Regions from separate parts of the Mus musculus genome. Here regions 1, 2 and 3 are each linked to region 4. Evidence: chromatin contacts called from public Hi-C data. All regions are on one chromosome and are shown on one strand. Each heading gives the region's core, a stretch centred on a gene start, on an enhancer-like site or on the middle of the called end of the contact. The rest is flanking DNA. Distances are from core to core; before and after follow the strand shown.

Region 1 (5,694 bases), core at 1,826-4,325, 490 kb before region 4:
CCACGCACGTCCGAGCTCTTATAGATTCCCTCAGTAAAAAGAAGATACTGACTCACTCCACTGGACACCTTTCCTCTCCAAGGGCAGGATGGGAAGGCAGGGGCGTGGCTCAAGCACTGCAGTGAAGCATCTCAGAGGTGCCAAGCATCTCAGAGGTGCCGGCTCTTTCCTACAGAGCCGTGCTGAGCAAGCCTTTTCTATCTTCTAGTCACTCTTTTATGAGGTGACATCTTCCTCACCGGCTTCTCCTCAAGACACACATAACTTGTTCCTGTGTCATGACTTGCTCATGCTCTCTTTGAGCTATCAGACCAGGGTATCAAACTGAGAATCAATCAGTGGTCACCCTAAGCTGGCAGATTCCCCACCCACTTTCCAAAAGCCAGGCAGTGAGCTGTCACAAAGAGCAAACAACTCTAAGGCATGGATGGGAAGCCGCCTGGGGGCGTGGCCTGTGGACCTCGTCCCAACTGGGTACACATGGTAATCTTACTATTTCACAGAACTTCCAGAAGAAGCTGTTTTTAAATTGTTTATATATATATTTTTAAAGCAGGTCTTGCTGTGTAGGCCAGGCAGTCCTGAACTTGGGATCTTACTGCCTCTGCCTCCTGAGTGCTGGGATTACTGATTTAAGCACCATGATAGACTCTTTCATATTTTTCTTTTAATTAAATGGTGCCCACCATTACAAAGAATCAACCTGTAGCTGAAATACTCAAAATTATGTTGTTTTAAATTAAAGTAATAAAACTTTTGGCTTTTACAGAAAAGGAAAGCTGGCTGTAAAGTGCAGAAGTTCTATAAAGGTTTCCTGGCTTTATATGGGAGCACTGAGCTGGTTTGAGAGGGGAGGGGGGCCCTTAGCACCCAGGAGGAACTACGTGCTTGAGGCCGTCTTGGAACACACACTGAGATTGCCTCAAGAGAATGAGAAAATAAAGAGAATTTCTAAATATTTCTGTTTACTTATGATATTTCTGAAAAAAAAATCTATAGTTAAGGATTAGAAAAATATTTTGAGCAACATGTTCCAATTTCAATAGGACCTGACCTTCTGTCACTTGCCATTGCATTTCATACATGTCGGCTATATTTGTAAATGTCTATTGTCAATTCTTGGTGTGTAACTTTAATTTTAGTACACGGTATAGTGTGTGTGTGTGCACCTGTGTCATATGCCTATGTGTGGGTGACACCTGTGTCGTGTGCCTATGATTGTGTGCACATTTGCATAATATGCTGATGTGTTGAGTACATCTGTCTATGTATGTGTGGAGGTGCACCTGTGTTGTATGCCTGTGTGTGTGTACTTGTGTTGTACACCTATGTATATGGATATATATATAGTACCCCTGTGTGTTATGTGTCTATGTGTGTGGGTATGTCCATAGGTACAATCTGAAGACCAGAGTTCGAGGAGATTGTGTCTTCCTCTATTGCTTTTCAGTATAATTTTTAAGGCAAGGTTTTTCACTGAAGCTAGATCTTGTCCTTTGCACTATATCAGCTAGCTGACAAACCTCCAGGCCCCTCCTTTCGCTGCCCTCCAGAACTGGTACTGCAGGCGTGTACCACCAGGCCTGGCTTTTCTGCGGATGCTGGGGACTGAAATCAGGTTCTCTGCTCACAGAGCAAGCACTGTGTCCACAGAGCCATCTTCCCAACCACTCTTTTCTTAATTTATTGTATTTATTTTATGTATGTATATATGTATGTATGTATGCATGCATATATATCCATCTGGGTGTGTGACAGTCTATATGTCATGAAGCATGCAGAGTTCAGAGGACAACTTATGGAACTGTTTCCCTCTACGATGTGTGTATCACATAAATCTCCTCCCACTGCCAGCCCACCCCCATTTTATCTCATTTCATTCTCTTAAGTTCGAGCTCTTGTTAATAATATTTATGACGTCATTAACTTTGGTGTTCATGGTCACACTCAGTTTCTGCCATATTGATTCCTATCTTTCATGTTCTCCCTGTCTTTCTCTGGCTGAGAATATGGAAGGGCAGTCCAGTCACTCAAGGACACACGCCAGGCCTTTTTGAAGTTGCACCACCCATTCCTTCTTGATTCTGCTGGATCTCTATGAGAGGTGCTCGGGAGGGGATCAGGTGATGGTGCTGTGCAGAGGGGGACTCCGAGCTTCTTCCAGGGCTGTGTCAGACTGAAAAGCTGTCAGCAGTTCTAGTAGTGATGGTAGTACTCTTAACAGAGGCAAAGCACAAGGCTTAAGAATAGTTTTCCAGAAGTTCTACAAAGGTTTCCTGGCTTTATATGGGAGCACTGAGCTGGTTTGAGAGGGGAGGGGGGCCCTTTACTTGGCAACCACAGACGCTCACTTCCCCATGCGTGTGTGGGACTGTGGACCACAGGTGGACAGTGAGGACCAGTCATTGTCAGCAGGAAGATGGCCAGGCTAATGATGGCAGTGCAGTTAACGTAACACTACAGAACCGTTTAAAATAATTACTACGATGGCACGGCAAGCTGAAAATTGTGATACATGAAGTATACAGGCACATTCTTTTCTGTCCCTAGAGAGAGGTCTAGGCTAAGAGGCAGATATCTGGGAATGCACAGTGAGGGCTGTTTTTTGTAAAGGTAAACAAGTGACCAGCCAAAGAAAACATGCTGTGGAGAGGAAAAGAGGCCTGATATTAGAGGCCTGGGTAATTGCTAGACTTAAGGCTAAGCTAGGAGTGGGAATCAACAAGGTAGGACCTGGAAAGATGCAACGACACCCATGACAGTGAAGAACCTGGGCACTCCTGTGGCCCAGGGTGTTAAACACACACGATGGCATTAAGGAGAGCGACCAGGCTTGTGGCATAGGAATGGGGAGGATGGGCTCAGGTCTGAAAGCATGGTCAGTGGGACCCAGGGGCCAAATCCACCTCAGCCACGGGGCTAGTGTGGGGAGGGGGGCTGAGCTCAGGGCCCAGCTAAGCTGGATCTCTCCCTGGGAAGCTGGACAGGAAGGGCAAAGCCCAGATATTACTAACAGGGGAGAAGGGCGATTTCTCAGGGTGAGAGGCTGAGTGTGTGTGCAGACAGGAAGCTCTCCTCAGGACAGAGGAGGAGACTGAAGCCACAAGACAGAGAACTAGGCAATCAAATGCATAACAAAGAGGATGTATAATCAGGAAGCTAGGGAGGACAAAGACAACTGACTATCGGGAATGAAGACACGTTCACGTAGGTGGCACATCTCTGACTCAGTCCTGGGCAGGGAGCAGAAGGAAGCACTTTCAAGTCAAGGAGGTTTCATGAACGTGGTGTGCAAAAAACGCGTTTAAAACACACATGGGGAACAGCATGCAAACCAGGCTGCACACAGACCAGCAGAGTGAGAGGAAGGCACAGTGGGAAAGGTATTCTGCCAGCAGCTGATCCTCAGCCCTGAATACAAAGCAGGAGAGGTGGGGATTTACACAGTAGGCACAGGAAGCCACAACACTTCACTGCCAAGCTCTTCCTTCCCTCCAGGAAGATGATCAAGAAATATTAACCAGGAATATATGATCAAGTAATGGTAATGTGGTGGCGGCTGCTTAAATCTCACCTATCTTTCCAACCTCTTATCTACTTCACTCTTACACCACTTAAAGAAGACTAAACTGCCAGCCTAAAATGCTGTATTGAGAAGCAATTCAGCGCTCACCAACAAAGCTACAGCAGAGGACAGAGATGCGGCCCTGTTAGGAAGGGGCGGAGCACGCACACATGCAGCCTGGATCCCCCGAAGCCACACTCAAGAAAAAAGAAGAGAGGAGGAGAGGAGGCAAGAGGAACACAGGGGAGGGGAGGGGAGGGGACAGTGTGACAGTGCATGTCTGTGATCTTAGCACCAGGCAAAGTGGAGACAGGAGGACTCCTGGGCTAGTTGGCTAGCCTTGCAGAATCCTGAGCTCCATGCTTGGTGTGTGAAAAAAAAAAAAAAAAAAAAAAACTGTCTCAGAAAACAAGAATAACTCAGGAAGAAACCAGTGTCAGTGCCTGCCCCCAGTACATACACGCAATGCACACACATGAATATATACGTGCATCTACAGCACTCCCATACATACGAAGGCAAAACAAAGACTTAATCCGAAACTTCCCTGTCAGGAGACCTGTACTGAAACGCTGAGCCCGTTAACCTGAATCTAAGCTTATATATAAGATCTGGAAGTGTAACGGGAAAGGAATCCTAAGATGGCTGGCATTACTGCTCTGCTTTGAAGTCCACCACCTTAAAGATGCTCTCATGAGCATAGCCATGTGGGAAGCAAAACAATGGCCAGCAAAATGTGACCTCCCTGATACCTGGAACAAGTGTGCAGGTTTCTTTAAGTGCTAAAGAGGCTGTGCTGGCCTGATGAGGTCATGGACTTTGGAATGAAGAAATTACCCTGAATTACAGTGAGATCCTTTCAAACTTCACAGCAGAGTCTCTGGCTAACCAGCAGTCAGGTAAGAGACTGGGCTAGAAGATTCGACCTGCCCCTACTGGCTACAAAGCTACAGAGAAGCCAGGGTGTGCCGGAGAGCGAGAGCCCAGGGTAGACTGTAGATGCAGAGTGTCCTCAGACTCAGGGGCCCAGAGTCCTGACCCCAAGGCAATTGTGCTCAGAGGTGGAACTTTGGAGAGTTAGCTGGACTGATCGTGAGGACTCAAGACTTCTTCAGGGGATTGACCAACTAATGGGTTCATAATCAGACTGTAATACTGTGGAACAGGTCTTCACAAAGAGAAGTCCCTGGCCTTTCTGTTCCTCTGTGGCAGGTTGTCAGGAGCTGAACAGTCTCTCCAAGATTCTCTGTTTTGCCTCCTGTACAAAGGCATAGAGCTGGGTCACCAAGAAACTGAACCTGGAAAAACCTTTCCTTCCTTTAACAACAGTCTCAGGTATTTTGTTACAGCAAGCAAAGCTGGCTCAGACAGCAGGTGCTTAGCATATGCAAACTGTTGGGTTCAACCTGCTGTACCAAAATAAAGAAGAAATACGAATGAGAGAATGACTGGAGAAAAGAAACGCTGATCCAATGGTTGTACTGCCCTTGAGAGTCTAGCCACAATACCCAATGCTGCCAATAGGCTAAGTGAGCAAGAACACATTATTCTCACTACCTCTAGAAAGAAACAGCCCCTGACACCTTGATGGAGCCCACACTCTCATTCATAGAATGTCAGGGCAGTGAGCATGGTCAGGAGTATAGCTCAATGTCAGAGTGAATGCTCAAAATTCAGGGCACTGGGTTCAATGCCCTGCATCATACACATTAATATAATTAATAATAATAACCTTAGTAAATGAAAATAAAAGTGAATTATCTGGAGCAATAAAAGCAGACTGTATCCGATAAGGTCAAACTAGACTCATAAAAAGTTAAATGAGCACACCATGTCTTCTAGCTGCAACAAAATTCAACTAGAAATAAATAATGTGAGATAGATGGAAAATCCCCAGCTGTATGGAAATTAAGCAATACAATTCTAACTAACTAAAGAGGAAAAAGAAGTCACCAGGGAAACAAGAAAAATCAAAACAGAACTTGAAAACTGGGAAACTGTGATGAATTCATGCCAATGTACACCACAATGCCACGCCACACACAATGCCATGCATGGCCACAATGTCATTCACCAGGACACAGAAGCAAAGGACACAGAGACCTCGCAGTGCAAGACCAGGACAAGAG
Region 2 (5,950 bases), core at 1,057-3,556, 410 kb before region 4:
CAGGAGGTGAGTTTCCTCACTTCCTCTCCTAAACAACCCCTCAGTTAAAGTTCAACATGACTTACAAAAAAAGCTCCTGCCCTGAGTGTGGTATTTATGTAGGATTAAGACTCATTATGAAATTGCAAATGTTAAAAAGAAGAGTAACTTTACAAGATTTTGGAAACCGCTCTCCAGCTATATTTGCACAGGTCTAAGGACTCACGCCAAGCAAAGGGGCCCATGGGCCTGGATTTGCTAATGAGACCTGGCCACTCTCACCTCTTCTCTGTGCCTCATTAAAAGTAGGATACTATTTTTATTAAAAATACTGCCAGTCCCCCCAGAAATCTAAGAAGAAAGGCACTACTTAAATGTCTCCTGGTTTTCACTCACAGAAGCACCTCTGGCAGGGTAAAATAATAGCCTAAACTAGGACATTTTTATATCAATTAGCCTGTTATTTTACTGAAAAGTATACTCCAACTTTATTTTCAAATAATTTCAGAATAAGCAAGCCAGGCATGGTGGCAGACACCTTCAATCCTAGCACCAGGGAGGCAGAGGCAGAAGTGGGCAGATCTCTGTGAGTTCAAGATCAGCCAGTGCTGCACGGTGAGGCTCTGCTTCCAAGACAGCAACAACAATAAGATAATGAACAGCTCTCATTTCTACAGACTGAGCTCAAATGACTGTTGACCATGTACAAGCCCCAGCATACATACATGCATGCATACATACTACATACTTATTTCCTGTACTAAGAGTAACGATATCCACACCATGAGTGTCAGCAGCCTCTCATACATTTGCTAAGTGCATGATTCTCTCAGATGGTACTTCTTGCATGTGTAACACATTCACAGCTCCAACCTACCCAAGTTACCATTCCCATGGTCTTTTCACACATGCTCTGTACTTCTAGGCTATTCTAGCAGCACAGAAGGTCAGAATGCCTCACACAGCATCTGTAGCCTGGTCTAGCCTGGTCTACATCCAGGAGTCATCCAGCAAGCTACTCTCCCATCAAGCACCTCACTCCCTCCACTCTGCTTCCCTGCTTCTAGCAGCATCTGCAAATGAAGGGAAATTATACGTGCATGCACTATAGCTTTATGAAAGTGAGACCTGAAGAACTGGTTTAATACCGACCTAAAACTAAAGAGTTCTTGGTATTGGGAAGTAGCTTCCTTGTGCAAGCTCATGGCCTGTCACTGTCTTTGCTAGCAGCCTTGTCTCTCCTGTGTAGTAGTTAGTCATCAGTTCAACTGGTATAATTTAGAGTTTGTCTTACTCCTCTTACTGAACTACACACTCACTGTAGCCCTAATTCTTGTCAGAGACACTCTGATGCCCTCCCTCCATAGCTCTTGGCAGGCACAGGGTCCTAGGGGCTATTCATGCAACACTATGGGCAAACAAGAAAAATCCCCAATCACCGTGAATACAAAGTTGACACTTCTACTTCATATCATAAAGTCTTTTAAAAACTTTTCTTCATAGATGAAATCACCAGAAAAATGGGTTTTAAAGCCTTTAGGGGAAAAGTTAATTATTGCTCTAACACCATCCCAAATGGCACACTGATATCACCGTCTGAGGGGATCCAGACCAACACACTACAACTCCAAATTTCACTGCTACACCAAGTACAGATCCCAAAAGACCATTTAGCACCTCTGAGACTCATACCTGACTACTGCACCTCACCACAGAACACAACTGACAGCCAGATGCTCACTGTTAAGCTGACGAAGCTAGACAGCACCCAAGTCAAGTCCAAGTGTGACTAATACTACCCTCCTCCTGCAGCCAGGGCTTCCTGGCTTTACTTGATGACAGAGCTCTGAACCCAGTTCTCAGAGTCAGACATCCTCTGAATGTCTGTACTATAAAATGTGTACCTGCCCAAGTGCTAGAACAACCTTGAACACACAACAACCAAGAACAACCTTGACACACACACACACCATGCAAAACACACATTCGGGATAAACTGAAGGCTTCCAACAAGAGGTAGTATCTAGAAACTTTATGGGGAAAGTGTTTTAAAACCCATTATAAAATAGCCTGGAACACAGAATAACCTGGCAGAGTTTTCCCAACACTAAGAGGAACTACTTACTGCAGTTCTAAGAATCGAGTGCTAAGGGAAAGATCTGGATGTGCCGAGGCCCATCCTGTCCTCCATAAGCACAACTGACATAGGAGCCACCGCCACCCAATTACCCTTCCCCTCCAGTAACTGAGGTGTCATACGACAGAGCATGAACTCTTGGCAACCCTTTGTCTGCTTCCTCCCACAGCCAGCCTGAGAATGCCCAAATATAAAGTCCACTTCCCCAGTACAGACCTCCCTTCCCTGGATGATCATGTGACATGGGCTGACTCGTCATCACCAAGACTTCTCTCAAGTAAAAGTGTTGGTGGGCACTCGTATGGCCATGACATAGAGATGTCAGAGCAACTCACCATGAACACTGGGAATACCTCAGTGTGTACAAAGAGCACTACAGTATAATCTGTGTGCTAACAAAACTGTGCACTCCATGCACTGTATGAAAGGCAGGAATATTGCTTTGGGGTGGGAGAGTGTGGGACAGTAAGATGCCTCAGTAGGTAATGACCTTTGCTGCCAAACCTGATTACTTGAGTTCAATTCCCAGGATCCCAGGGTAGAGGTAAGTGACAACTCCTGATCAACACACACACATACACTCACACACACACACACATGCACTCTCTCTGACATATACACACTTTCTCTCACACACACTCTCACACATACACTCATACACACACAAACACTCTCACACACACACTCTCACACATATACACACACTCTCAAACACACTCTCACACACTCACATACACATTCACACATACACACATACACATTCACACACTCTCTTACAAACACATATACAAACAGGGAGGGAGAGAGGGAGAGAGAGAGAGAGAGAAATAATTAAATAAAAAGTTAAAATTTAAAAAATAAAATAAAGGGAGACAGGGAGAGAACCAAAAGAGCAAAGCCTGGTTTAAAAACAAAAAGGAGGTAAATCTGGCAGGGCAACTTTTCCAAAATTACTCATCCACCCGTAAGCTGGTTTCATGGCCCTCTCTGCCCATAGTTTCTGAATCTACAGTATCAAACATAAGCAGACCATAAGATAGTTGGAAAAAAAACACCTCAAACTACTGGACAGTCATGGCCCTTCTTGGCCCTCACTATTTCTAGAAGAATACAGCATTACAGTCAGTTATATTTGCATTATGTGGGGTAGAGTCCATCAACAGATGACTTCAAGTTTATATGAAGTTAAATGGGGTTGTATAAACATACATTTTATGTAAGGAATTGAAGCATTCAAACTCTGATCAATCTCCTGAGGATTGCAAGGAATGACTGACCCTACTGTGTGCTGGATGGTAGCCTCCAAAATAAGTTATAAGGCTGGCTTTACTCCCTCAGCTTAAGGCTCAGGGAGAGAAAGCACTGTGCTGTCCACAGAGCTTACAAACTGAAGAACTAGCATTCACTTCCAAACCCACAACCCACACTCCAAGCCCTTCCTTTTTCTTCTCCAACTCAGCCACTCTTTCAGTAGCAAAAGGTCACATTTAAGGTTTGCAGTGAGCTAATACTGGGATCAAGAGTGTGGACTGTAAAAGTCAGTAGAGCCTACAAGTGTCTTAAAGCACATTCACCCTGTAATTTAAGTCTTTCAAACAGCAAGTAGATCTCTGCTGACTTAATGGGGTTCTGCAAGGAGCCTTTATCAAGAAGCTTATTAGCACACACTGTGCACAACTCTATACCCTTAAGGTTCAGGATGCTGCCTGCCAGAGGATTGTCTGTACACACAGCTAACAGCACAGGTATAGTAAGGGCACCGATCCTCTCCCTGAAACACAACCAGGCATCACAAGCATTTCCTGAACTCTGGAAATCTACCACAGTCATCTGCAGACTCGGATGCCCACATGCTCATGGCCACTGCAGACTTACCAAGAGGGTAAGATCAGCACAGCAGAGGCCTGAAGCATTCTTCCCTGAGGCTGTTCCTGACCCCGTAACATTAGCTCAGTCAGGGCCACAGTTCAACCCAAGGTAGGCTGCGAATCAGCAAGTCCACTGCCACTGCCAACCCTATTAGGCAGGGCACGCGGTCAGGACAGTGGCGATCCCATAATCGAATGGACTTGGTAGGCAGGGGCTCTCTGTGTCTAAGGGGAGGTCCTGTCCAGCTGTGAACAAGATTCCAGAGAACTCCCAGGAAGCTCAGCGAGGGGAGGTAACCACTGTGCGCCGGGTAAACTCTGGCCCCCCAGAGGCTCTGAGGTGGCAAACAGCAAAAGAGACCCTGCCTCAAACAAGGTGAAAGGCAAGGGCCAACACAATGCTGCCCTCTGACCCCCATGAGTCCCACGGCATGCATGTGTGCAAGTGCACACCCACTCACAAGTGACCAGCAGCAGTACAGGATGGGAACTATGGGAACACACAACGGTGCAGTATAATTTGCACCGATTATTTGCAGAGCACCGAGATTGCGCTGGGCACTAAAGGGATCTGGAGATAATGAAGGAGACAGGAAGACACGTGCAGGCATGCCACTTCCTCTAATGGCCTTGAGCACCTGTGGGCAGTCCTGAAACAGTCTTCCTCATATACCAAGGGACTACTAGATGACCAGTAAGAGAAAATGGGAGGGCTGGAGAGGGAAGGGTTAGGAAGGTTGGAGGTGGCCAGAGATCACAGGATATTAATGAGGAAAAGATGACAGAGGTGAGGGGTTGGGGGGTTGGGAGTAGTGGGGGAGGGGTAAGGAGAGAGGCAAGGAGGAAAATCAACGAAAGTACTTTGTTTGAAAATACTTAACATATAATACCTTGTATGCTAATTTTAGAGTTACCTAAATTAAATTAAAATAAAGGGGGCAGTGAGATGACACACCTGTCACTGAACCTAACAGCCTGAGTTCACTCCCAGAATCCCGCGTAATAGGAGAGGAGAACTGACTCCCAAAAGTTGACCTCTGTATGTGTGTTCTCTGTGTGTGTTTGTGGGGTCAGGAGGAGGGAGTGGGGAGGACTGGCATGTGCATGCATTAACACATACACACGCGAAATAAAGAAATAAATAAAACAAAATTATCAAACTTCATTAAAAATGTAATCACCTAAATATGTAAGAACGGCACAGTGAGCTCTGCATCTGAACACATGACACTCAGCTGCTGACAGGCGCTGAGTCTAAGTATGTATGGAAAGCCCAACTCATCACACAGAGACTAAGCAAAACAGAAATGACAACACAAACAGCTGCCTTCTCACTGCAGACAAAGAGAAGCCGGAGCACAGACCAGACAGCCCAACCCATGAACCCAGTTCTCCTGAGGTGAAGGGGAGATAAAGACATTCAGAGAATGTGTGGGGAGAGCCCTCACTGCAGGAAGACCTGCTCTAGGTTGAAGAGACATAAAACAATGGCCTGAGTCTACAGCACCGGGCCAAGAATGGCCACTGTGAAGACAGGCACAGACTAGTACTTCTTTCCATTTCTTCTTGAAGCTGTTTTTAAAATCAGGTTGCAGAAAGCTGTCTTTTCACCCTGGACAGCTGGTGTCAGACCACACCGGTCAAACACTGACAATAAGGGCAGCACAGAGAGAGAAGGGAGACCAGGCACAGTTTCTGTATTCTACCCAAGTTTGCTCTGCACTGCTTCCAGACAATGATGCATGAAGATGCTCTCTAGAATCATCTCTGAAAGCATAAAGACGGAAATCAAGACAAGCACAAGCAGATAATAAATATGAAGGGATAAATGCACAAAGTAAAGAGGAATGAAACAGCAAGATAGCCAGCACAAAGGCGACAACTGGGGAGCGTGAGGCTGAAGAGCCACCATCAGGGTGTATGCTGAAGCAGCCGCAAATACCAGGACTTACTTCAGGTTTGTGTA
Region 3 (5,851 bases), core at 946-3,445, 430 kb before region 4:
GTGTGTCTGTGTACATTGTATGCCTGTCCATGTGGAGGCCAGAGACAATGCTTTCTCCTCAATAGCTCTTTGTCGTATCTTCTGAGGCAAGGTCTTTCACTGAACCAGTAGCTCCCACCGCTTAGGCCAATGGGCCAATGAGCTCCAAGGATCGGCTTGACTGCCTGCCTACCATTCCTAGCTCTTCTGCCTGGGCACTAGGGTCTCGTGCCTGACTGACAGGTACTTTACCAACTCAGCCACTTCTCTAGCATAAAAACCAAGGGTTCTAGTTGTAGTTCTTTCTTTTCCAATTTATTAAATATATATCCCATACTATACTGTAACTTTGGTTATCAATGTTCATTGTAAATATGATTTTATAATGATATATATAATTATCAAATATCACACCCTCCTAGGTGGCAGCAGCACTGCAGAAATTCACATCCCGCCCTACATAGTATCCCCAGCAGAGAGACCAGATCATGAAAACGTGAATTAAGCATGAAGACGGAGGCCAATAAGAGTGGTGTTCAACTGGAGATGCAGCCAGCACTACCTCACCTGCTGATAGTGCAGAGAGCCTCGCTTCTACCCACAGCTCTGCCAAGGCAAAATAAACACAGTCCTAAATCTAGTATTTAAGATGGTAATTTTTCCTTGAAGTTATTGCAAGACAGATATTATTAAAAGCAACAACAAAAACGTCTGCCAGCCCCAAATGCTCAAATTCTAATGAAGAAGAAAAGAAAAGTGATTTTTTTTTTAATAAAAAAAATGCACCTCAGTAAATCATGTATGTTAACTATAAAAGGAGGGGAAATAGCAAAGGTTCCACAGTGTCAATCAGATACAATGAAATCACCTAGCTACAGCCAGTTACTATGGTCATGTGACAGCACCATGTGGCCACTGTAGTAGCACTGGAAACAGCAGTCATCAGGAACAGTGTGGGAAACCAGAAAAGTGTGCCATACCACACCATGTCAGCTGTGCTGCACACTTTACACATTTACACACATATGTACATATTTATACAAATATGTGTAAATGTTTATGTATAGATGCACATGTAGCTTCATATATATATATACACATATACATATATACATGAACTATTATGAATGACCGATTCTTGTGAGTATATGACCTTCCAATTCTTCTTCAATGAATATAGATGAACACAGTGTCATTTCTTCTGCCATGAAGGGAGCAAGGGACATCATACTGTTCTTCCTAAAGCACAAACCCTCGGATCAAGCTAGTTTTTAGGGGCTCCTCAGGCAAATGACTGAACCAAGTATAACACTATAGAACACTTCAGACTGCCACCAACATTGACAGATAAGTAAATGAATGCCAAACAGGCACTTTTTATGCACTGCTGAGAGCTGAGAGCTATGAGAACACAAAAGTCATTAGCTTTCAAGTGCAGTTCTCTCTCCTTGGACAGGAAAAGGCAAGATGACCCATTTTCCTGGTACTAACCATTGGGGGCTCACATTTCTGCGTGAGGTTAATGAAAATGTACGCCCCTTAAATGTTACTGTTCTAGTGAGAAGCTTGATCAGAGAAAAAAATAATGTTGCCCTTAAATAGCCAACAAGTAGTGTGCTGGTATCAAGATGCTCACCCCCTGCATCTGTGCTGAGGCTGAAAGCCACGGGCCAGCACAGCGGCTTCTCTCCTACACTCCCATGCCTTCCTCATCGCAGGGGAGTTGATAGGGCCGCAAAAGGAAAGTCGTTGTTCTTCTCTCTCCATACATACACACATAACCTTCAGCTGCAGCACCCTGCTGCCTCCCTGGCTGTAGTCAAGGCAAGGTTCTCCCTTTTCTAAGCCCCTGAGAGCCTCTTCACTGTGAGCCAGTGCCTAGTGAGGGAGGGCTTGGGACTCCTCTGCTGGTCTCTCCACAGGAGACAGGCAGGCACTGTATGCTCTGTCAGCACGCAGCATGGCGAACTCACTGAACTTGGTGCTTCCCCTTCCCATGGGCCTCTTCTCCTCACTGTTCACCTCTGTCTACTGCTGCTGCTGCTCTGACCTTCCACAAACCTTACAACAGGAAACACAACTTTCCAGTGAACCAGAAACTGTCAGTAAGAATACAATTTTTTTTAAGACTCAGTACAATTTGACTAGACAGAGCACCAAACAGTCCTGTCCACACACCACAGTAGAGATCAGTAACAAGCCATGCCCCTTGTCTCTCACACTCCGTTCTGAAACACCAAGGGAAATAGGTCACTGCAGAGACTGCCTCCCTTGCCACCTCTGAGGACATGTGGACTAAAGCAGCTGCACGGAAAGTCTCCTGGTCTGCGGGGCGGGTGCTGGAGTCGGGTGGGCGGGCTCAGTGGTTGAGAGCACAGAACACTTGCAGAAGACCTGAGGTTGGTTCCTAGCACTCATGTCAGGAGGCTCACCGTCATCTGTAAATCCAGTTCGAGGGCATCTGACGGCTCTTACCCACTTGGGCATCTGCACACCTATACACATATCCACAAACCGGCATGTAAATACACATGTAGTTTAAAATGAAATCCTTAAAGCTGCAAAATATAAAGGCATTTAATCCAGCTACAGGAAATGCAGTTTTTCTAATAATGAAAACCACAATTTTTTTCAAAGATGTGGTAACGAGATCTTTACTTCACCCCTCGAGGTCAAGTTCTAAGCCCAGGTCTTAGGGCAACACTCCCAGCCACTTCAACACCAATGGCACATCACAGCACTGGCTACATCACAGCACTGGCTACATCACAGCACTGGCTACATCACAGCACTGGCTACATCACAGCACCGGCTACATCACAGCACCGGCTACATCACAGCACCGGCTACATCACAGCACCGGCTACATCACAGCACCGGCTACATCACAGCACCGGCTACATCACAGCACCGGCTGCATCACAGCACCGGCTGCATCACAGCACCGGCTGCATCACAGCACCGGCTGCATCACAGCACCGGCTGCATCACAGCACCGGCTGCATCACAGCACCGGCTGCATCACAGCACCGGCTGCATCACAGCACCGGCTGCATCACAGCACCGGCTGCATCACAGCACCGGCTGCATCACAGCACCGGCTGCATCACAGCACCGGCTGCATCACAGCACCGGCTGCATCACAGCACCGGCTGCATCACAGCACCGGCTGCATCACAGCACCGGCTGCATCACAGCACCGGCTGCATCACAGCACCGGCTGCATCACAGCACCGGCTGCATCACAGCACCGGCTGCATCACAGCACCGGCTGCATCACAGCACCGGCTGCATCACAGCACCGGCTGCATCACAGCACCGGCTGCATCACAGCACCGGCTGCATCACAGCACCGGCTGCATCACAGCACCGGCTGCATCACAGCACCGGCTGCATCACAGCACCGGCTGCATCACAGCACCGGCTGCATCACAGCACCGGCTGCATCACAGCACCGGCTGCATCACAGCACCGGCTGCATCACAGCACCGGCTGCATCACAGCACCGGCTGCATCACAGCACCGGCTACATCACAGCACTGGCTACATCACAGCACTGGGGCCTAGAGGGCCACCAAGTGACCCACCGGGGAGGAATCCCTTGTGTTGAGCTAAAGAACAAGAGGAGGGAGCAAGCTGAGACGACATAATACAGTGAGTGTGACAAGGACGATCTGAGGCTCATTTCTGGTTCTTGACAAAGAAAGACATCTTAGGTTCATCTCAAAAGGCAGTTCTGATGTCTGAGACCATGGATGGACTACAGGAGACACACAATTAGTATTAGCACCTGCCACCACCTTCAGAAATGCTAACTTTTTAAAACTCATCAAATAGCCAGGCGTGGTGGCACACACCTTTAATTCCAGCACTTGGGAGGCAGAGGCAGGCGGATTTCTGAGTTCGAGGCCAGCCTGGTTCCAGGACAGCCAGGGCTATACAGAGAAACCCTGTCTCAAAAAAAAAAAAAAAAAAAGCCTCATCAAATAATGCCCTGTGCACAGACATCAGATAACTGTACTTACTTCATATACAATGGGCATTTTATAAAAAGATCTCATATTTTATAGATTAGAACCTTCAACGGTGGCAATGCATGTGCTACAAAAGCCATCTGAAGCCCTTTCAGAGACTTCCTGCGCTTCTTAGGCACGTCTTCAGTAATCAATATAAACTAGGTGAGTTTACTCTGTCATGGATAAGCCTCGCTCCTGTTCCACCTGAACGACATTGGTTTTTAATCCCAAGCTAGGCACAAACCAGCGCCAGGAGTTTCCAAACTCTGTTCTCAGCCTAGAGGCCTGCCTGCGATAGACGGACCAAATGCTGAGCTCTCTCTGGGTAACCCACTCTCTTTTGGAAAGTCCCCACACAGGGCTTGAACTCATTGTGAAACAGAGGCTGCCTTTCTCCTATCAGTCAGGGCCAGCTTATAGGAAAGGACGGTTGCAGGAAGCCGCAGGGAGGGGCTCTCTCCTAGGACTGCTGCAGAGCAGCTGCGGCGAGTGTGATGGGGGGCTGGGGTGGGGGCCACTGCTAACCAAGAGTTTACAAACGTTAAACTCTAACAACAAAGGCTTCCATCTCTTAGCAATCGTAGTGATATCCAATCATGTTCCACCCTTTCCCATAGTTCTGCTCTGCCTGAGAGAAACAGTGGCTCGAGTGTGCACCCTAGCACATAAGTGCAATTGGATAGGTTTTCTCCTCATGGAATATAAAACACAGAGAGAGAGAGAGAGAGACAGAGAGAGAGAGAGAGAGAGAGAGAGAGAGAGAGAGAGAGAGAGAGACACAGAGAGATACCATACACTGCAGTTACATTTTACCTATAAACATAGCCTATATGTTTGTATATACATATATATGCATACACAAAGAAAATACAAAATTAAAAATAAGCCAGATGTGGACTTACACAGGTGAGGCAGGCAGGTCACAAGTGTCAGTCAGTCCCAGGATAGTCTAGACTACATAGTGAAGCCTGTCTTAAATGTTAGTACTTAATTTACTTCTAAAAAGCAGCATAAGCCATAAATTTTAAGTGGATACTTATTGGTGGGGAGAAACCCAATATAAAAGCTAGTTTCCTTAGCAGTATTTTTCTTTCTAGATTCTACTCCAGAAATATCTTAAAGAATTATAAAATAAAAATATTTAATTATTTCTAAAAAAAAAAAAACCTGAAAATTGTATTAAGTTGTGACATAAACACACAGATGAACAAGTAAGGGCCAAATATTCAAATATATTACTGAATGAGTCAGCCCATCCCTCCAGGCCTCACGAGGAACAAACTGTTCTTCAGAGCAAATGGAAATCCGAGAGTAAGACCAGAAGTTATGGGGTGGGGGACAGGTGAAGAGCAAGAACCGAATAAGCCCAGAAACAAAGGCAACCAGTGCCAGGCTTTACCTGCCAGCCCCACAGACAGCTTTAATCTTTCTAGTGCCCACAAGTGGCAGACGGCAATGCTCTCCTCATTCACACGTGAGGGTAGCAATTCTTAACACTGTAGCACACTGACAGGGTAGGCAGAGCTGGAATTTGAAGTCTCACCATGGTTTTCTCCTGCTAGGGTGCTGGATGAAGTAACCCTGAGCTTGGGGTAGGTAGTGTGGTCTGGTGGAACACAGATGGCTCCAAGCCTCCTGGCCCAGCCTACCGCACAGCAGGGAACAAGTTCAGCAGCATCGAGGGCCAAGCACGCTTCTGCTGAAAACTTCCTGGCTTTCTACCCTCAGTCAGTGCTATAAACCAGATCAAATTCCAACTCCATAAGTGACATCTAAAGAAAGCAAAATGTCCCAAAAGAAGCATTCCAAAGAAGCCAGGGCTCCCTAAGGTAAATCCATTAATCTTACATTGCCAC
Region 4 (5,752 bases), core at 2,876-5,375:
TGCAATACAATATTGTACAATACAATAGTAACAAATGAATAAAAATAGTATGTATGTTCCTGAACTTTTAAAATAAGAGGTGAAGTTCAGGTGAGTAACAAACACATACATACACACAAACACACACACACTCATGCATACACACATTCACACTCACATTTTATATTTAACTTAAACATTAAAACAGATTTAGAGTAGTGCTCATCTATAATACCATTGTTTAAGCCAACATAATTTTATAAACATGAAATTTTACAAGTGCACATATACTGATATAAATCATTATGTACATAGTTTACAAAAAGCAGGTTATGAGGTTTAGCAAAACTCTATACTCTCCTGGGTTGACTGCTCAAACTTGTGTTAAGTGAGTTTATATCTACCTATGATTAGCACTTCACATCCATGGTATAAGCCTTCGATCCCACGTTAGAAAGCTGAATAAACATACCTTAGGTATTAGCCCATGACCACTTGTTATGTGACTTCCATGTGTGCACCCCTGGGGCTGTGCCAGAGAGTGGACAGTAGATTTATGGTTCCTAGTTACCTTGAACAAATCAGAAATGAACAGCCAGGTCAGAGTCATTAAAGGCTAGGTAGATTCTAAGGTCTGAAGCTGGTCTTTGACAAGACCCAGCGGTTTTCTTTCCAGACCTCCTGATCAATACTAAGTTCCCCTCGGCTGTCCTATGGTCTCTGCAGAAGTCTCCTCAGTTTCTTGCATTTCTCTACAGTACTAGAAGTGTCTTAGCTGACACTTGCCGAGACTGATGTGACACCAACATTCAAGCTGGATATACAAGAGCTCTGACAGTTGGGGCTGAAGTATTTTCGGTGCTATGGAGTCTCTCTAATCTAGCAGGCTTCTTTTGTTTTGTACTGCTTGACTAGTGTGACGGGTGTTGATAAACCTCTTCTACATGTCAACCCTCTTCCTTTAGGGCTACTTCTCTTTTTCTTTCCATGGTCATCATAGCCAGGAGCAGAACAAGTCAGAAATGATGGGGGTTTAACGCCTCCAGGAATAACTTCCCACCAGGCAGAGACAGATGTTCTAGCTTCCTTGTTCTTCCTCTGGACTGATTAGGAGAGAACCCGGCCTCCCAGGAAAAGCAGGAGGAATGAGCTGGGATGCCCACAGTGAACTGCCTTCTCAATACCTTTGCACTGGCTTTCCCACCTTCCACAGCTTAATTAAAACACTACTGCTGGGTGTTTGTCAGGATCATCGTAAATTAGATTCTGTATCTCAGGGTGTGCTTCAGGAAAACCCCAAATATAACCACTTCAGTGGACCCCAGATCCATGCCACGTGAACACTGCTCAATGAGTTATCCCTAATCATGCCAAGAGTGACCTTGTGTTTCCACAGAAACTTGGATTTATCACCAGCAGACACACACACACACACACACACATATGCATATATGCATAGATGTGTATATATATGTATAATATATACATATATATATACACACACATACACATATATACACACACACATATATAATGGCACTCATAGAAAGATGAAAATTGTTTAAAAGCAAGAACCACATTGAAGGTGCTGTAGTGTAAAGCATTTTCTTTTCTTTTGCAACCTGCCAACTCTTTTTTCCTTATTGACTTAAATCAGTACATATTAATTATACATAATAATGGATTTCAGCATGACATTTTCGCACACGTACATCTCTTCAATCACATTCACCTCTGAATCTTTTACTTTGCAACTTAATGTCATTCTAAGTAAAGAAAATTAAATCTAAAAATGTCTGGGATGAGTTTTATTGCTGACCTTTATGTTGTAAAATGTTGGTTTAAAAATTCAAACATAAAGGTATTTAACATGTATGCAGCTCTCTCTCTCTCTCTCTCTCTCTCTCTCTCTCTCTCTCTCTCTCTCTCTCCCTCTCTCATTCTCTCTCTTTCCCTGTTAACTTGTATCATCACTTTGCCTAAGTCAGGGAAGCAAGATTAGACAGAAGGGACATAGGGTGTCCAGTCATGTTTCTTAAAATCTCAGTCAGGGTCTTCATTCTTTATTCAAGACAAGTTCTGGCATAAACGGGACAAAATCAACATCCTTCCTTCCTTACTCAGTCCTAGTCACCCTTCACTCATATTTTCTTTCAGTAGAATCTGTGCTCTTGGGCCATCTCAAATTCTAAATGTGAGCCAGCATCAAGGACCAAAAGATGCATTTCCTGTCATAACTCAGCTCACCTGTGTCATACTAAAGTCTTCAAGTTAGATAAAACTATTAAGGGCTTCAAGATGGCCACAGTTGTAAGTGAAACCGGATTAGGAACTCTTTTGAGTCCAGGGCTGTGTCAATGTCATACACCTGTGACACTGGCTTTGATGAGAGAGGTCACAGTACCTTAAGCATCTGGAAGCTGGAATCATGATTCTGCAAGGCACTCAGTTTCTTGGTCCTTGGAATCCTTAGAGGATGGATGTCTTAAGCATAATAATTACAAAAGTGTCATTGCTAAAAAGTTTACTATTCTACCTCTTTAGATTTTTTTTTAATGTTCAGGGAGTTGTCTTTGATGATGATGATAATGATAATGATGATTTTGTCAGCTTGCTACAAGCTAGGTCGCCCAGGAAGAAGAAACTTCAGTTTATGCCTCCATAAGACTGTCACGTAGTCTTATGTTGTCGGGGACATTTTCTGGATTAATGATTGATTGGAGGAGAGCCTAGATTGTTGTAGGTGGTGCCACCCCTGGAGAGGTGGTTCTGGGTGCTGTAAGAAAGAATTCTGAGCAAGTCATATGGGAGCAAGCCGGTAAGCGCACCCCTCCCCGGCCTCTGCCTCGGTGTCTGCTTCCAGGCTTCTGCCTTGAGCTCCTGCCCTGCATTCTCTTGATGGTGGACTCTATCCTGTCAGCTGAAACAAACCCTTTCCTCACCATATTGCTTTTGTTCAGGGTGTTTTGTCACAGCAAACCAAACTAAGACACAGGGTGTTTGGAGACTTCCGGTCTCCCTGTTCTCACTGGTAACCCGTTAAAACAGTGGTTCTCAACCTTCCTGATGCCGCAACCCTTGATCCAGTGCCTCACGGTGTGGCAACGGCAAACATAGAGTCACGTTACTTCATAACTGTAATGTTGCTACTGTTATGAATTGCAATGTGAGTAGCATCGTTTTTCATTGGTGTTAGGCCACCTCTGTGAAACAGTCATTCAACCCCCCCACCCACACACACACACTCACACACTCACACAGGGGGGATGGTAACTCACTGCTTTAAAGTGTAAAAAGAAAAGAATCACAATAGCTTTAGAACATGCTTAGCTAAGGTAAGCAACATTCTTTTGAGATGGATTTCTGCTGTTAGTTTTTTTCTTAAATGCTGCTGGCTTTGAAGATATCTCAGTAAGTTTTATACTTGAATGCACCTATGATCACACACACACACACATACTACACACACACATACACACATACTCCAAACAAACACACACACACACTACACCCTCCAAGCACACACACTACACACACACATACATACTCTATATACAATTCATACATATACTACACACAACATGCACACACACTATACACACATACACATACACACACTACACACTCCATGTATACACACACATTCCACACATACATACACAAATACACTCTACACTGTCCACATACAAACACTCACTCCACATACATACTCCATACACATATACAAACACACATATACACACAGACACACACAACCACACACATGGTGTTCTCTTATGCCCATGGAAAATCCCCATGCCGCCTCAGCTTGCCTTAGTCACCAGGGCTGCTGCTTGTGGTTCTGGCTGGCTTCCAGTGTGTGCCCTGCCCCTGACTTGGCCTGTTTTAGCTGTTGCTGTAACACCTGCTGGTTCTTGGGTCAGGAAAGTTCCTTAGGAAGAACATTCTGCCCTTTCTGAACACGACTTCCAGCATGGGCACGCACGCACGCTCGCTCGTGTGTGTGTGTGTGTGTGTGTGTGTGTGTGTGACTTCCTAGAAACCACGGTTGCTTCCAGCCAGGCGCCAGAGCAGCTCTTCCTGGGCAGGAGGTCATTTCAATAAGGGCCACTGGGGCTTAGTAAGCAGAGAAAAACTGCGCATTCCCAGACAGGATGTTGGGAAGACGCCCTGAATGAGCCTTGCTGGGCAAGAGACGCCAAGGGGACAGAGAATGTGGGCCAGTACCCGAGGAAGTTATTCACGAGCCTGCTGCTGTTTGATAAACAGCGAAGCAAAGCCTTCTTGAACAGCTAAACTAACAATGCGCGAAATTCCAGAAACTCTGCAAACAATGACTGGACATTCCTTGTCTCTTATTTGCTTATTTGTGCACTAAAACCTTTCAGAGACAACAGAAACCAGGGCTCTGACTTGGGTTTGAGATTGGGAGTGGTGTATGTAGCATGATGCGCTAGCTGTGCCCTGCTCCAACAGCCTCCCCTCCTTCAGGTATCAGCCGCATCCCAGGAACCCTCGCTGCTTCCGGTACCTTCTCACCTCAAACTAAAGTCTACCCGCAGTAGTACGAATCCTGATCAAAGTAACAGGTCAAAAGCACAGACTTCCACGGCTCACATGACTGAGAGATGTAACTCTCAGTCATGTTAGGAGGGGATCTAGACATTTCTCATGTAGCCGCCTGACTTGGATGAGATATTCAAATGTCTGAGGGCACATACTTCCTTTTAGAGACATTATTAAAATTATGAAATGTATACACACACACATAAAGCATACATAATTATGTAGGCATCTAATTACAAAATAAATAATATTATTATTGTATACATAAATATCTTTAGATTATTAGCCTACAGATACTGGCATGATGGATTTGTGTGTATATATACACATTGGTATGGGACATATATATGAATATATGTCCTACATTTGTCCATGACTGATATCAATTCTTCATGACAAGAAATAAAAACCCTCTCTTGTTCCTCTTCTCCCTGCTTCATTAAAATTACACTTGAAGCTTCTATTGCGATGCTCCCTCTTCTGTCACAAACCACCCTCCGCACCCTTCGTTCCTGTTCTGCTTTCTTCCAGTTGCATTCATAATTTTCAGTGCCCATGCAATATATCTGCTGTTATTGATTTTTTGTCCCTTCCTCCCCTTTCTCCTTTGTGAAGTAAGTTTATAACATAGGATAGCTGATAGCAAACATCAAAATGAATGGATTAAGAAACAAATCAGGCCATTAGTGAGGTATGCCTTTGGCTGTGTGTGCGCGCATGCACAGGCTCGACAGTGCTTCTAGAAATGATTGGCCCGAGGTCGCTCTGGATGTCAGTGACACTGTCCCATGGGCTGGGGTTCAGACAGAATAAAATTATATTTCCACAGAACAAACAAAGGAACTTGAACCATCTGCAACAAAACAGAGGCATGAACCTCTGTCTAAGTCAGAGCCCTCCATGCTCAGACATTTCTGAAAGTACCCATCTCCACAGTGCCGGCTGAAAGAGGCCGGCTGCAAAGAGCCCTTCGGAGGCCCCGGCGACTTCTGGAGCTCCTGTGTTTGTCTCTGTCCATCCTTTCGGGGCAGGAGTTCCCATACTCTAACCTTCTGATAAAGCTCACCACATACTGGTATGAAAAAGACTTCAGTCATGGTGGGATGGAGGAGAAAGAGATGAGGGTTCCAAGACACCCAGAGAGTCCTTTCATGCACAATTACATGGGCTTCTATCAGGACCCCTGTGCTTCTGTGGATAGCTACAG

The links. Hi-C and Micro-C count contacts between places; a contact is called where the count stands out from the background.
Region 1: a Hi-C map of bone marrow-derived macrophages shows a contact between it and region 4, with 14 read pairs. The contact joins two enhancer-like sites. A contact is called at or near these places in 5 of 484 Hi-C or Micro-C datasets (the AML12 cell line, the P5424 cell line, bone marrow-derived macrophages and 1 more) and 3 of 115 datasets of contacts at active chromatin or transcription factors (cardiomyocytes, embryonic basal ganglia and stem cell-derived neural progenitor cells).
Region 2: a contact with region 4 is called in a Hi-C map of bone marrow-derived macrophages, with 18 read pairs. The contact joins two enhancer-like sites. A contact is called at or near these places in 1 of 484 Hi-C or Micro-C datasets (bone marrow-derived macrophages) and 3 of 115 datasets of contacts at active chromatin or transcription factors (Th17 cells and embryonic stem cells).
Region 3: a Hi-C map of Th1 cells shows a contact between it and region 4, with 1.8 times the contacts expected there. The contact joins two enhancer-like sites. A contact is called at or near these places in 3 of 484 Hi-C or Micro-C datasets (Th1 cells, embryonic stem cells and muscle stem cells), 4 of 115 datasets of contacts at active chromatin or transcription factors (the NIH/3T3 cell line, acute myeloid leukemia, differentiating embryonic stem cells and 1 more) and 1 of 9 other capture datasets (embryonic stem cells).

The regions. Positions count from the first base shown.
Region 1 is chr13:42,147,597-42,153,290 of GRCm38.p6, reverse strand. All of the region lies in intron 3 of Hivep1 (human immunodeficiency virus type I enhancer binding protein 1), which reads right to left. Among named protein-coding and RNA genes, the nearest start is that of Gm32778, 36 kb to the left of the region's middle. Within about 2 kb of position 3,075, at least 82 of the 459 cell types and tissues checked have an H3K27ac peak or open chromatin away from gene starts, as enhancers often do. A contact at or near this core is called in bone marrow-derived macrophages, where this site is marked.
Region 2 is chr13:42,069,832-42,075,781 of GRCm38.p6, reverse strand. All of the region lies in intron 2 of Hivep1 (human immunodeficiency virus type I enhancer binding protein 1), which reads right to left. Among named protein-coding and RNA genes, the nearest start is that of Hivep1, 21 kb to the right of the region's middle. Within about 2 kb of position 2,306, at least 9 of the 459 cell types and tissues checked have an H3K27ac peak or open chromatin away from gene starts, as enhancers often do. A contact at or near this core is called in bone marrow-derived macrophages, where this site is marked.
Region 3 is chr13:42,092,370-42,098,220 of GRCm38.p6, reverse strand. The region is part of intron 2 of Hivep1 (human immunodeficiency virus type I enhancer binding protein 1); the gene reads right to left. Among named protein-coding and RNA genes, the nearest start is that of Hivep1, 43 kb to the right of the region's middle. Within about 2 kb of position 2,195, at least 114 of the 459 cell types and tissues checked have an H3K27ac peak or open chromatin away from gene starts, as enhancers often do. A contact at or near this core is called in Th1 cells and acute myeloid leukemia, where this site is marked.
Region 4 is chr13:41,661,019-41,666,770 of GRCm38.p6, reverse strand. No RefSeq gene overlaps it. Among named protein-coding and RNA genes, the nearest start is that of Gm40925, 13 kb to the left of the region's middle. Within about 2 kb of position 4,125, at least 153 of the 459 cell types and tissues checked have an H3K27ac peak or open chromatin away from gene starts, as enhancers often do. A contact at or near this core is called in Th1 cells, acute myeloid leukemia and bone marrow-derived macrophages, where this site is marked.